Regions from separate parts of the Mus musculus genome. Here region 1 is linked to region 2. A link is a contact called in public Hi-C data. All regions are on one chromosome and are shown on one strand. The core of a region is the stretch at or near the end of the contact, and the rest is flanking DNA. Distances in the headings are between cores, read along the strand shown.

Region 1 (7,083 bases), core at 3,379-5,878, 2.7 Mb before region 2:
GAAACTGGAAGAATGCACAAAGCATGGCCGCTGTGGAGAGACTTCTCTCCCACACCCCTTGGAATTGAGCCACAAGGCGCTTGCTTTTCCAGCAGCACACAGACGCCACCTAGTGGGACTTTGTGCTAACTGCAATGGGTGATTCCATATATGCCCAGAGGGGACACTTAGCTAAATGCGCACGCAGTGCTGGCGTTGCCTATAGCTGCTTGGTCCGTTCTCCTTCAGCAGGTACCCAGATACTGCTGGCAAGATGCTACTACTGGGGACTGGAGATTGTTCAACGGTTAAAATGTTTGCCTTACAATGTGAGGGCCAGAGTTTAAATCCACTGAAAAAGGCATGGTCATTTCAGTCCCAGAAGAGGAAGACAGGGGCTCTCCAGAAAAAGTTAGTGACACTAGCTGTAGTGACAAGCTCTGGGTTTGACTGAGAGATCCTGCTCCGGTGAATACAGTGGAAGCTCCATCAAGGGTATTCCCAACACCAACATCAGGCTCCCCGCATGCACACGCACAAAGGACCACGTACACGCCCCCACATGCTCAACACATGCAAACATGTATATACCTACATGCACCCCACACTCATGCATGAAAATGGGAAGAAGGAAGGTTCCATTACTACCAGCATCCCGTACCACCCTACCAATCACCAGCATCCCACCAGCTCTGCCTGCATCTGTGACATCCTTCTGGTCCTCCTGAGGTCCTTGCATCAGTACCATGAGTTGTTGGCACTGAACCCCTATTTTCAAGATCTCATGACTGATACATATACTCAACTCCACTGTGAAACCTGCCAGCTACTGAGTGGGCAAGGCTTTCCCTGGTAGAAGCTAAGCCTGTGGCATAAGTACCGAGGGCCTCCGTCCAACCACTTGGTTGCTCATCTGGAAAAGCTGGCTCCGAGTCTGCCTGGGCTCAGTTCACGATCCATCCTTGCGTGCCATGCACAAATTAGTTCTGAGACCTTATGCTTCCTCCTGGTGCCAACCTGACACCCACTCACTCTATTATAGCCCAGACCCTCAACATTTACCCAACCTGAAGTGTGTACTCTGAAATCCAGTTCCCAGTTCGTAACTGACATTGGCAGTACTTACGTAGCAAAGGCAGAAGGACTGTGAGCTCAGATCCAGCCTGGGCTGTACAGCGAGCCCGTTTCCCCCAAAAAAACCCCAAAAGGAATAGATACAAAACAGCATCTTCCAGCTCTTACATCCCTAAACCCCAGCCCTTCCACACTTTAGGGACTCAGAGCCGACTCCTCTAGCCTCAAACTCATACTCATCCCAAAGACTTATGCACTGATGCGAGATCAACCGCTGCTCTTTTTTTTTTTAAATATAAAACAATCGATGTGAATGTATTTAATATACACTGCTAGGGCTCAAGCAGACTTAATTAAAAAAAATAACATCACAGCTTAGTAATCAAGGAAAAGTCAGACCACCTAAGAAAAAAAGGTGACACAAGAGAGACTAGACAGCTTGAATCAGGGCTCTTGTTTGCCCAGAGCTCGGCAGCATGGTGTGTCCAGCTATTGATACTGAGTTGTCCTAGCGGCTCCGGAAAGAAAGCAAGATAGTCCTGACACCGCATAGCTGAATCCCTTATTCTTGAGGATGTCCAGTCAGATGCTGCCCTGGGTGGCCACACTGGAGTGGTAGCAGGCTGTGAGGAACTCCACTGTGGGTGTGTTGGAAGGCTAGCCACTGGAGAACCCCGGGGAGAGTTTACAGCTTAGGTCTTCTTCTTATACTGTACCAGCTGCTCCATGAAAGGTCCATCAGCAGGTTGTCTGATTCGGGAAGGCAGAAAGCCCTTTGTCACCAGACGGGTCATCCTGAGGGTCATCAGCACCTGCTGTCACCTCCTCTTGCCCACAGGGCCCTGGGTGGCACCCTGCTGGGCCCCACTGCCTTGTGAAAGGCCCTTCCTTTCAGACAAGGTGCTTCCTTGCCAACACTGGGTGAGGAGACGAAGGACAGCTACCAGCCACCTGCTCTTTATGTGTCTGAGGCTCCTGGCTTTGGTTTTGCCCAAGCTGAGCTCTGCATCCTTGCTCTACACCTCCTTGCCTTGGCTTCCCTGTTGCTCTGTATCTCCTGACATACACCTCGCTCCTCGCATCTCTCTTCTAACTCATGTCATCCTCCCGGTCCCCTTTGCAAAGGCATCAGGTACCCTTGCCCTCCGTCCTGGTTAAGGTTTCTACTGCTGCGATGGAACACCATAACCAAAAAGCAAGCTGGGGAGGAAGGGGTTTATCGGGCTCACACTTCCACATGGTAGAGTATCAATGAAGGATGTCAGGACAGGAACTCACACAGGGCAGGAATCTAGAAGCAGCTGGTGCAGAGTTCACGGAGAGGCGCTGCTTATTGGCTTCCCCTCCATGGCTTACTCAGTCTCCTTACAGAACCCAGGACCATCTGCCCAAGGGTAGCCCACACACAATAGGCTAAGCTCACCTATAATAATCACTAATTAAGAAAATGCCCCACAGGCTTGCCTACAGCCTGATCTTACAGAGACATTTTCTCAATGGAGGTTCCTTCCTCTCTGATGACTCTAGTTTGTGTCAAGGTATCATAAAACTAGCCAGGCTACCCTCTTTCCCCCATAGCTGTGCACGCCCCCTTATTCCTAGATCCCCTTACCCTTAATGCAGGCAGAGTGCCTATGAAATCACCCGCTCTTCCAGCTGACCGGAAGCAGGATATCTTTGCACATTGTCCTGAGGCCTGTAGTTGCTATTCACTAGGGGCAGCTACTCAAGTGGTGCACTGCTTGTGACCTACTTCAACCTCCTGTGTGGCCTCCGCAGTCCCATCAGTAGCCATACAGCCAACGACTCACAGCTGCTGAGGTCTCAGTCCTGTGCTACCTGCTATCCTTGTCCAAGGTTAGACCATCCACAGCACAGGTGCAGTCACGGCATAGCATAGTGTCTCCAGACTCTTGAGAGGGCCAAACAAGGGGTGCCAGCTGGCACCCCTCCAGATACACTCCCTGCTGAAGCTGCTTCCGGAACTGCATGGGCAAAGTGGGCCTCAGTTTCTAGACTCCAAAGTGCTCTGTATCTGCCAGGAAGCACATGGCTGCCAGCCAAGCAGTCGGTGTCAGTGTAGCTCCTTGGCAGACATCCAGTTCTGCTGTGAGTCCTCCCCTCAAGGGTGTCCGGAGTCAGTGGGGCCTGAGGCAGGAGGAGACCTGGGTCCCTCACTGAGTTATCCTAGGTCCTGGGTGAGGACCTTCTAAGTTAAGACAGGATAAAACAAGAAGGACTCCCATACCCAGCCTCCTGGAGAAAAAAAAAATGGATTTCATTTCTAAGCGCTTACAAAGCTCTCACTGCGCCTGAGGTGCTATTTTAAGACAGCAGTTTTCAAAATGCCCCAGGAGCATCAGCAACACCTGGGACTTGTTTTTTTTTAAAGGGAGGGTGGGGTGGGGGTTCTCAAAATACAAAGAGTCAGACTACAGATCAGTTGCAGAGTGTTGCTGGATGCACACAAAGCCGCAGGTTCTATCTTTCTCCAGCAAACACACACACACACACACACACACACACACACACACACTGTTATCTCAGCACTCAAGTAGAGGAGGGTTGTGGGTTTTGAAACCAATCTAGGCCACGTAACAAATCCAAGGTTTTGTCTCAAAACCAAACCACAAATATCGAAGTCTTTGGGCTGAGTTTGTAGCTCGCTGGTAGAGCGTGAGGCCACAGAGGGCGGTGGAAGCAAGCTGCTGCCCTGCTGGACATTACATGTCACAGATTTTCATATCAACTTTATTTCCACTTATTCCCTCCGCGTTTCTTGTGTGCTCTTGATCTCATCTTGACTTATCTTTCCTTTAAAATTGGGACAACCAGCATGGGTCGATTCTCTCCTTCTACCACGTGTGTCCCGGGGCTCAAAAGTAGCTCGCCATGCTTGGCAGCCAGCGCCTTTGCCAGCTGAGCCATCTAGCCGTCCCCGCGTCTCTATTTGGTAGTGGGGGGGTGGGGGGTGGGGAAAGAAGCAGTATTTTCTGCTCCCTCTTCGGGACTTTTCTACGTCTAGGTTCAAATGCTTCTATTTGAGAGCTATTGCTTCGTATGTGTAAAGTCCCGTGCTTCATCCCCAGGATCAAAAGTAACAAATCCTGACTTTCCCTTGTATACAATGACCTCCCCACACACTTTCTGTCCAACTCTGATCCTACCAGCGTTGCCAGAGGTGGAGTCGTGGGGACACAATATGTCCAAGATGTTGGGAAGCCTCCAGTCCCAGCACAACCAGGACACTCGTGCGCAACTGTGCTCCAGGCGAGATACTTAACGGCAGCGACAGGGATCCCACGGAAACTAAAGAGAGGAAGTCAAATGGCTCGGGAAACAGCATAAGGGATGTATTCTTTTCTTAAAGCTCTGTAGATGTAGAATATCTACTACAGGCAAGAGAAAGCCGCTTCGCTCATGTCTCAGCCCCTCTTCCTTTCTGGTTCTGCTTATTAGCTTCACCTCGGAGGAGAGTCTCCCCCTAGTGGTAGCAGCAAAGGCTCCAACAGCTTCGTAGACAGGCCCGACATCCTCTTTCCATTGGCTGCGTAATACGCTTGGTTGGCCAATTATAATAGCCCAGGAAGGAAGGTGTAATCTGATTGGCCAGCCTTGGACCCTTTGGGCATCCCTGCCTAGAACCTGGTTGTCTGGAATCACTTCGATCCACAAGCTGAAAATAAGAACCTGGAGGCGTGATGGTACAAGGTCGTCCCGTCACCCCGGAAACGGAGGCAGGAGGATCAGAAATTTCAGGCCAGTCTGGGCCCTATACAAGTTCTTGTTGAAAAAAGAAATTCAGAGCTATTGCTTTGTATGTGTAAAGTCCCGTGCTTAATTCCCAGGATCTGAAAATAAAATAAATGATGGGAGCGTCAGGGGAGAGGGGGAGGGGGTGTCTCAGTGGTAAATCTCTTGAAGGGCTGGGCCTTGGGTTTTAGAGTATTTAACTGGAGAACGAAAGGAGGATACTACACAGGAAAACTATTGGCTAATGGCATCAGGTTACGAAAAATTGAGTCAGGCTATACTGGACAATAGCCCCTAGCCACAAAGGATTGCTTGACCCCATCATGACCTTCTCTCTATTTGCAGAAACAGAATGCGAGGGTATTGAAAGCAGCCCACCGTGCTTCCAGTCAAACCACAAAAAATAGCTGCAACTTCCTGGTAGCTGTGTGTGTGTGTGTGTGTGTGTGTGTGTGAGAGAGAGAGAGAGAGAGAGAGAGAGAGAGAGAGAGAGAAGAGATGTACTCCAGCCCCTCTAAATGTTCTCAACCTTCATCCATGGAAAGGTTAGGGTCTCTCAATGTTCCAATAAAGCAGTCTCAGCCTGTTGATTGAGTCTGTCTGCTTCTCTGTCTCATTTTTCTTGCAAAAACAATGATAAAACACCACTGTCAAATGAACAGAATCACCAACAGTTTTCCCACAGACCCCTCTTAGGTTGGCAAGGTGGAGCCTGCCTATCATCATCAGCTCTCACAAGGCAGAGCAGGCAAACTGTCACAGCCTGGTCTATACACAGAGACCAAAAACGCCAAGGGCAGACATGGCAGTGTGTCTGAAATCCTGCAGTTCAAGACCAACCTCAGATACATAGCAAGTTTGAGGCTAGTCTGGGCTAGATCTGCCTAATCTTTTTAAAAGAAGAAAATGTATAATAAAGACACAAAGACTTGCTTTTCTTTTTCTTTCTTCTTTGTGTTTTGGTTTTTTGTTTGTTTATTTGTTTGTTTGTGAGACAGGGCTTCACTGTGTAGCGCTTGGCTGTCCTGGATCTCATTTTGTAGACCTGGGTGGCCTTAAACTCAGAGATCTGCCTGCCTCTGCCTCCCAAGTGGTGTGTGCCACCACCATCCAACCAAGAGATGAGTAGCTGTTAAAGGCTAGGCTCACAACCAAAAATATAAGACATGCCTTTTAATTTTCTTTCTTTCTTTTCCCTCCTCTCTCTGCTCCCCGTTCTTTTTGAGTGCTAGGGATGGAATCCACTGAACTGTAGCCCCAGTCCTGGAAAATCGGGGGCTTCTTCTGATAAAAAGCAGTGACTTTTTACTTGAGCCTCCCATGCCTGGAGGGTAGTTTAAAACAGAACAAAACCTTGTCATCTCTGTCTCCATTTTGTCTTTTTCTATTACTCTGTTCTTCTGACTTGCAGTCCTTTTAGGCTCCAGGAGAAAGAGGTTGTTATAAGTTGAGATGAACAGCACCACCACCACCACCACCACCAAGCAACAGCACCACCACCACCAAGCAACAGCACCACCACCACCACCAAGCAACAGCACCACCACCACCACCAAGCAACAGCACCACCACCACCACCACCAAGCAACAGCACCACCACCACCACCAAGCAACAGCACCGTCTTTTTATTAGGGACAAGACCAAGACTGACTAGTCCTGGGCTAGCCATCAACCAGACCACAGGCTGACCAACAGTAATTAACTTTCCATGCTTCCCACCCATTCCCTGCTCTGTCTATCCCCTGGTCAGTGTTGCTGGCGCAGGGCCTTGGGTACTGGTCTCCTTGTCTTCTGAATATTGTTATACTGATTAAAGTTATTTCCTGTGCTGGAGAAATGGCTCAGTGTTTATGAGCACTTAGCACCTTTCAGAGGACCAAGGGTCCCAGCACCCACATGCAGGCCTCAACCGTCTGTAATTTGACTTTTATGGGCTCCAATGTTCTTTTCTGGCCTCCTTGGGCACCAGACATTCAAGGCAACCCTGCTCTACATAGTAAGCTCCCGGCTAGCTCAGAGTACAGAATAAGATCCTGTCTTTAAGAACAAAAATCCCTTTAAGCTTTTATCCCTTACTTTTTCCCACTTGGGGTTTTTGGTGTGAGTGGTTGGATCTTGTAGGGATGATCTCTGTACACTGTGTGGAAGTATCACCTGTCAATAAAAAGCCAACAGCCTAATAGCAAAAGGCAGGAAGTGGAAGGTTCCAGGGAGAGAGACTGAAACTCTAGGAGATAGTCAGGGGTGAGATTTGTCATCCACACTCAAGGACTTTT
Region 2 (6,564 bases), core at 1,910-4,409:
TTGGGCACTCAAGCTAGGGTCTTGTGCACACTAGGCAAGCTCTTTCTCGGTAAGCAGACCCCAACCTTCTTTTTAACTCTTAGAGGTATGGTCTCCAGTTACCTACACTGGCCTAGAACTTACTCTATAGGCCAAGAAGAGCTGAATTTGCAATCCTCTTGGCTCTGCTTCTTGAGTAGATGAGATTACAGGTCTGAAGAATTACAGCCATTCCATATTTTTATTAAGCACCCACTGTTTGCACGATACAGCAAGCCTGTGATAACTGGATCCAGCGATAACTAGACAGGCAAGAGTCCCAGCTTTTCCCTTGCTGATGGAAGGGTCTGGAATGGTTCTCAAAGTGGTATGAGCAGAGCCTGCCTGTGCCCGTGGCTTTCTTCCCTTAAGAAGCAGGTGTATGGAGCCACTGAGGTGCTTCAGTGTGTCTCAGAAGCTAAGCATACTGGAATAGAAGGCCTCTGAGGGAATAGACACGGACGGTGCAACCTCTCAGAAGGGTTTGGGCTGAGGATGGAAGGGTTCTGGCCTTAGTGATCACAAGTCCCAAAGTGGAGGGAGGATGTGGACAGTGTTGGGTCTATGCAAACCTCACAGTCTAAGCCCAGGGAACCTTGTCTTGCTGAGCGTAGCTTGTTCTCTAGACTGCCCATCTAGGACAAGGTGGACCCTACTCTGCTCCTCTGGCCCATGAACTCTGCCAGCTCAGGTCCTTGGTGTCATGTATTAATTACCTCTCGTATCTGGACCCAGAGCTGTGATATTTGGCTTCTACTGGGACCTCTGAATACCACTGAAGATATAGTACATGAGTTAGACAGATGGAAAGACAATGTCTTGAAGATGATTTTGCTTGTGTCTCTAAACCCCAAGCACACTCTTGGGATTGAGTTCAAATCCTTCTATTTTACCAGTTGAACCATACACCTAGCTCTAAAAACAACTTAAACAATGCTACTGAGTGATACATAAGATTAGTGTGGTACCTATGCACTCAGCAACATTGGGGGGGGGTGCGTATGTTTTTTAAATAGCCTTACAGTGTAGGCCAGGCTGGCCCTAAACCTCAGAGCATCCTAAGCCTTCCAGATGCTGGGATTATGGGTGTCTGTAACCATGCTTAGCTCTCAGTCACTGCTTAAACAGAATAAATCTCACCAGTTGTACTTAGAACCCTTTGGGGGCTGTCTCTAATCACCTCTCCTCCCTGTGCAGAGCTGACCACACACGTGACACAGCAAGGCTGGGGTTGAAACCCAGGTCCTCAGGACTTCGGAGTCCTCCTCACCCTGGCCAGGCCCTTCTAGATGGGAAGCTGAAACAAGCACCTTTCGGGGCAAGTAGGAGACTCCTGCTTTGGCAGCTCAGAGGCCCAAGTTGGGCTCTCCTGCGCCATCTCAACTCCCAAATCGGAATTCTTCTGTATGGCTGGCAACATTCTGTGATGGAGTGCAGAGAAGGGCACTTTCTCAAATGCAGTAAACCACAAAGGGTAAAACAGAGCCATGTGGTCACAAGGGAACACTATCAGCTGTTTCCTTGGGGGAGGCCTGTCTCAGAGGGAGGATGCATGCGTCCTTCCACTCCGGCCTTCAGTCCTTCTTTCATCTCAGTACGGTTGCATAAGAGAGAGATCGGTCCTCACCAGCAAGTACAGCTGGCCAGCCCTGAAAATCATTTCTTGTTTAATTTTTTCTTCCGGGTCTTCTGACCTTTGTCTCCTGTGCTTTAGCACCGTGGCCCTTTGTAGTTGGACATTTTCAGTAGTTTGTTTATCTATCCTCTTGTGGGTGGGTGCCACCAGAAAGGCACTAATTTCTTGGTTAATATGGTTTAGTAGGCGAAGGTACTCACCACCAGGCTGGACAACCTGAGTTCAATTTCTAGGACCTACATGGCAGAGAAAACCAACTCCCACAAGTTATCTTCTGAATTCCATGTGCATAGCACGGCACATGTATGTATGCACACAGACACACACACAGAAATTCTGTACCAAATCTAGGCCTAGTGGCACAGGCCTACAATCCCAGATCACGTAAAGGCTTTGGCCAGAAGATCACAAGCTCAGGGCCTTCCTGTGCTACAGAGAGTTCAAGGCCTGTCTTGAATTTACTGAGACCCATCTCAAAATAAAAACCACCAAGAGAGTTAAGTGGAATGGCTCAGCAGTAGCATGCTTGCCTAGCATATGGGCATCCTGGATTCCATCCCAACATAAGAAAAAAAAAGGGGGGGAAGGAGAGAAAGATTGCTATTCATAGTACTTTTGTGCATTTTTAAGACAAGGTCTCACTACTTTTGAAGTCCGAACTGGCTTTAATTTAGTGAAGGCCTTCTAGAAAATCAGATACAGGGTCAGTAGAGATCTCCAGTTCTGAGCTTCAGTGCCCAAGAAGGCAGGTACTTAAGTAAAACATGCACAACAGGCCTCAGGGCCGTGCTAACAGAGCTCCAGGTGCAGGAACCAAGGTGGCCTTGGGATCCAAACTGAACACTCCCTAAGCGGCAGCTGCAGGGGTCAGGTATTATTATTATTCCCTCTGGTGGGTGGAGGAGACACTGGGTATTTCTGAACATGTAAAATGTTACCTACTCCACCTCCCTGGTGAAATGGTGGCTTTTAAAAGACTTAACTTTCTTCTTCAGCACACATCCCCCACCCACCCATCTGTCTCCTGAAGTAGGTAGGATTGAAGGCAGGATGAAGGTGTAGGCAGCTGCCAGAGACTGGGACAAGAATAAGCCCAGAACAGATTTCCTTGTCTTCTCTACCACCTCCCCCAACACACACCTTCCCCTCACTGAACCCCCGGAAATCATGTCAAGTATTCCAGTCTGCACAGCCATGCTCTCCACACAAACCAAGAACACCAGCTGCACTCAGTGGGCTTCTCCAAGCACAGCTGACAGGCATGCGTGGAACACGCCCAAGGCCCTTACCCAGGCTGTCAACGACCACCTGCCTCTGAACTGCAGCCTCTGCAGACCAACACATAAAATCATTTCTTGTCTGGGTCCCTTGAGGAGTTTGCTCTTACCAGGACCTTTGTATTCGCTGCTTTCCTAGCTAGGATACTGTTCACTGTGCTCTCAGCCCAACCCTCCATCTTCAGGGAAACCTTCCCTGAATGACAAGGACACTTGACACTCAGCCTGGCCCTCCCTCAGAAAACAGACCTCTACTTGCCTCTGGCAATGTGGCCTCTGCTGGTAGGGACAGAATCTACTCTGGTCCCCACTGTTACCAGTCCTAAACACTACCCATCACAGGGCCAGACCTAGAACTTTAAATAATTCCAGGAGGGCTAACAACTAGACCCAGAGCTTTTGTGCTCTAGACCCCCAGGTGGAGGTAAAAACAAACACTCCACATTCACTGGATCCCTAAATATGGTGTCCACTGTGCCAGCACTGGCACTAAGGATTTCTCTGTGACCAAACAGAACCCCTGCGGTGGGAGGAGAAGGCAAAATAAACAGGTAAATTATATAGCACATTCAAGATGTCCAAAATCATGGAGACCAAGGAGAGGTCACATAAAGGCTCATGTAGATGGTAACATCTGAGCAAAACTGTGACCCAGACAAGCCACATGGAAAGCTGGAAGAAGAGCGTGCTGGGAGGACCTGAGGCTGAGGTGAGAAAGGTACCAGTGAGCCAGCCCAGCACCTCTGAAGGCTTTGGTTCTCCCTGGGAAAGAGATGGAGACCTGTGGCCTGAAATGGCAAGGTGAGAGGCTGCATCACAGCCTTCCTTCCTTTCCACTGGTCCCAACGTGAGGTCACACCATGTACCTCACTTGGGGACCAAAGGAACCATATCTGATACAAAAGAAGTCAAGATGGGAACATCTAGACAGCTAAAATACATGCAGCCGAAGAGACTAAACTTCTGCCATCGGACCTAAGCCTGCAACTCCCTCTGCCTTTGCTCCCAAGACTAAGCCATCACTCTTCTCACATTGTTCTCTCTACCATATCAAGGCCACTACTGTCTCAGACACCCTGCAGACATCAGCACACATATGCGCACACTCAGAGCAAGGCCTCTAACTGGCTGACCCTGCATTGTCATCACTCCTTCCCTGGTCTCCCATCTGTGCTCTAAGCAAGGCTGGTGCTCAGAGGGGACCCAGGAACAAACGAGAAGGGGCTTGCTTTCCCATTGCAAGTTATTTGTGGGAGGACTCCTCAAAGAGCTGGTACAAGCTAACATGAGTCCTGATGGATAAGTGGTGCGACCTTCCCCATTATGCAGATAAGCAGGCTGAAGCTGGAGCCTAAACTAGGAACACAAATCACACAGGACAATGCCCTGAACCAGTGCAGGAAACATCTGTCCTTAAAGTAGAACAAACCAACGCAACTTTTGCATTTGCAGAAGTGCAGACACTGAACACCTGAGCTAGGGTCCTGCAGAGCCACACTTTCCCTTTTCTTTAACTGTAATTGCTTAGCATACAAACAGAGCACATGACTAGAAGCTACTATGCAGCCCCAGAGACCCTTGGCATGTAACACCTGGCGTCTGATGGAGGAGGACGGTGGGCAGGGCTCTCTGGCCAAGAAGGCATCATGGCACTATCTATACCCATCCCTCCCAGGACACAGGCATGCTAGGCGGAGGCCTCAGTGAGCACAGAATCTTGTTGTACCCCTTCCAGGGGCTACCTAGGGCTCTTCTGGACATCTGCTCCCTTGTCTGTAAGCTTGGATTGAGCACTAATAGGACTAAGAATGTGCTTATGTTACCACAAAGACAATTTTTTAGACACGGTCTGGTAGCAGTCAGGAGACTGAAGCAGGGAGAATCTCTGTGAGTTCAAGGCTACTCAGGAAGTTTTAGGCTAGCCAGGCCTATTTAGTGAGACCCTGTCTTGAAAGAGACAGAGTCAGATTTATTTATATGCCTGTGTTGGCATGGCATTCTGAATGAGGTATGATTACATGGGGATGTGACAAGCCTGGAGAAAATGGCAGCTTTTGCACAAAGCCCAACTGTCAAATCCAGGACCATCAGGGTAAGGGCCTGGGAAGTGGCTTATTAACAGTGACTAGGGTTGGAATGAAATCATAAAGATGATTCACAGCATGCCTATATTAAGTTTTTTCTCTTTCTTTCTTTCTTTCTTTCTTTCTTTCTTTCTTTCTTTCTTTTTCTTTTTTTCTTTTTTGAGACAGGGTTACTCTGTATAACAGCCTCAGCTCTTCTGAAACTTTGTAGACCAGGCATGCCTTGAACTCACAGAGATGCTCCTGCCTCTGTGTCCCAACTGCTGGGATTAAAGGCATGTGCCACCACACCCTGCTAAATTTTGTAAAATAAAATACCATCTAAATGAAAATGCACTAGCTGAAGAACACAGACTACCCCAGATGCCCCACCCACCAAGGCCTCTGGATCCCAATTTGAAAAGCTGGGCCCTAAGAGAGCCCATTTATAAAGCAGATTATGGTTGGCTCTGTGCCTACCCATCTCCCACCCATTCAGGCCACTACCTGAACGCCATCCAGCCTCTCCTCATATAGCCACCCTCACTGCTTCCCTGGCCTTACTTTGAGGGCATGAAGCCCTGACTCTTCACTTCTAAGTTCTTGCCTTGTATCCTTGACTACTCCCTCAGCTCCAACTACCCTAGCCAACTCTGCTGAGCTCAACCTCCCAACCTTGCCCAGCCTACCCCTCCTGATTTCCCATTATAGCCTACCTGCTCTCTCCTCAGGAGCTTCCCAAGACCAGTTCCCTTCCCAGGCCACTTGCATTAGTGTGCTTAGACCAGGAGCTATCCCAGGAACAAGAACCATACAAGGCATAGGAAGGGCTCAATAAAACTTTACTGAGATAGTGGAATATAAAAACAAGCCAACCAGGCATTGTAGTACACATCTTTAATCCCAGCACTCAGAAGGCAAAGGCAGGTGGGTCTCTGTGAGTCAGGGGCCAGCTTAGTCTACTGAGTAAGCTCCAGGCCTGCCATAGATAGATAGATAGATAGGTAGGTAGGTAGGTAGGTAGGTAGGTAGACAGATCAAGCTTGTTTCTATTGTTTCTACAGGTATGATGATATATACCTGTGATATCAAAATTTGAAAGAAAGAGACAGGTCCATCAGCAAAAGTTCATGACCAGCCAAGGCTACAGAGGGAACTCCTGTCTCAGAAGAAAACAAACAAAAACCTCACATAGCCAGGCATGATGGTATATGCCTGTAGCCTCAGCACTGGGAAAACGGAGGCAAGAGGATGACGAGATCCAGACAGCCCGAGCTTCATTACAAAGTCCTGTCTCAAACACCAGGGCTGAGAAAATGCTCAGGGAGCGGGAGGGAGCACTTGCTCTGCAAGCACAGAGCCAGAGTTTGACTCCCCAGCCACTACAGAAGCGCCAGGCAGAGTGCTGCAGAGAGGGCTCAGCAGTTAAGCGTGTGAGCTGCTCTTGCAAAGGCTCCCAGCACCCACAGAGCGGCTCACAACCATCTGTGACTCTAGTTCCAGGGGATCTGACCCCTTCTTCTGGCCTCCAAAGGCACCAGGCATACATATGGTACACAGATAAGTTAGC

The links. Hi-C and Micro-C count contacts between places; a contact is called where the count stands out from the background.
Region 1: a Hi-C map of cerebellum shows a contact between it and region 2, with 3 times the contacts expected there. The contact joins two enhancer-like sites. A contact is called at or near these places in 3 of 39 promoter capture datasets (hippocampal neurons, liver and pre-B cells), 1 of 484 Hi-C or Micro-C datasets (cerebellum) and 1 of 115 datasets of contacts at active chromatin or transcription factors (astrocytes).

Annotation. Positions count from the first base shown.
Region 1 is chr7:30,329,631-30,336,713 of GRCm38.p6, reverse strand. No RefSeq gene overlaps it. Among named protein-coding and RNA genes, the nearest start is that of Sdhaf1, 11 kb to the right of the region's middle. Within about 2 kb of position 4,628, at least 149 of the 459 cell types and tissues checked have an H3K27ac peak or open chromatin away from gene starts, as enhancers often do. A contact at or near this core is called in cerebellum, where this site is marked.
Region 2 is chr7:27,598,071-27,604,634 of GRCm38.p6, reverse strand. All of the region lies in intron 1 of Akt2 (thymoma viral proto-oncogene 2), which reads right to left. Among named protein-coding and RNA genes, the nearest start is that of Akt2, 9.8 kb to the right of the region's middle. Within about 2 kb of position 3,159, at least 37 of the 459 cell types and tissues checked have an H3K27ac peak or open chromatin away from gene starts, as enhancers often do. A contact at or near this core is called in cerebellum, where this site is marked.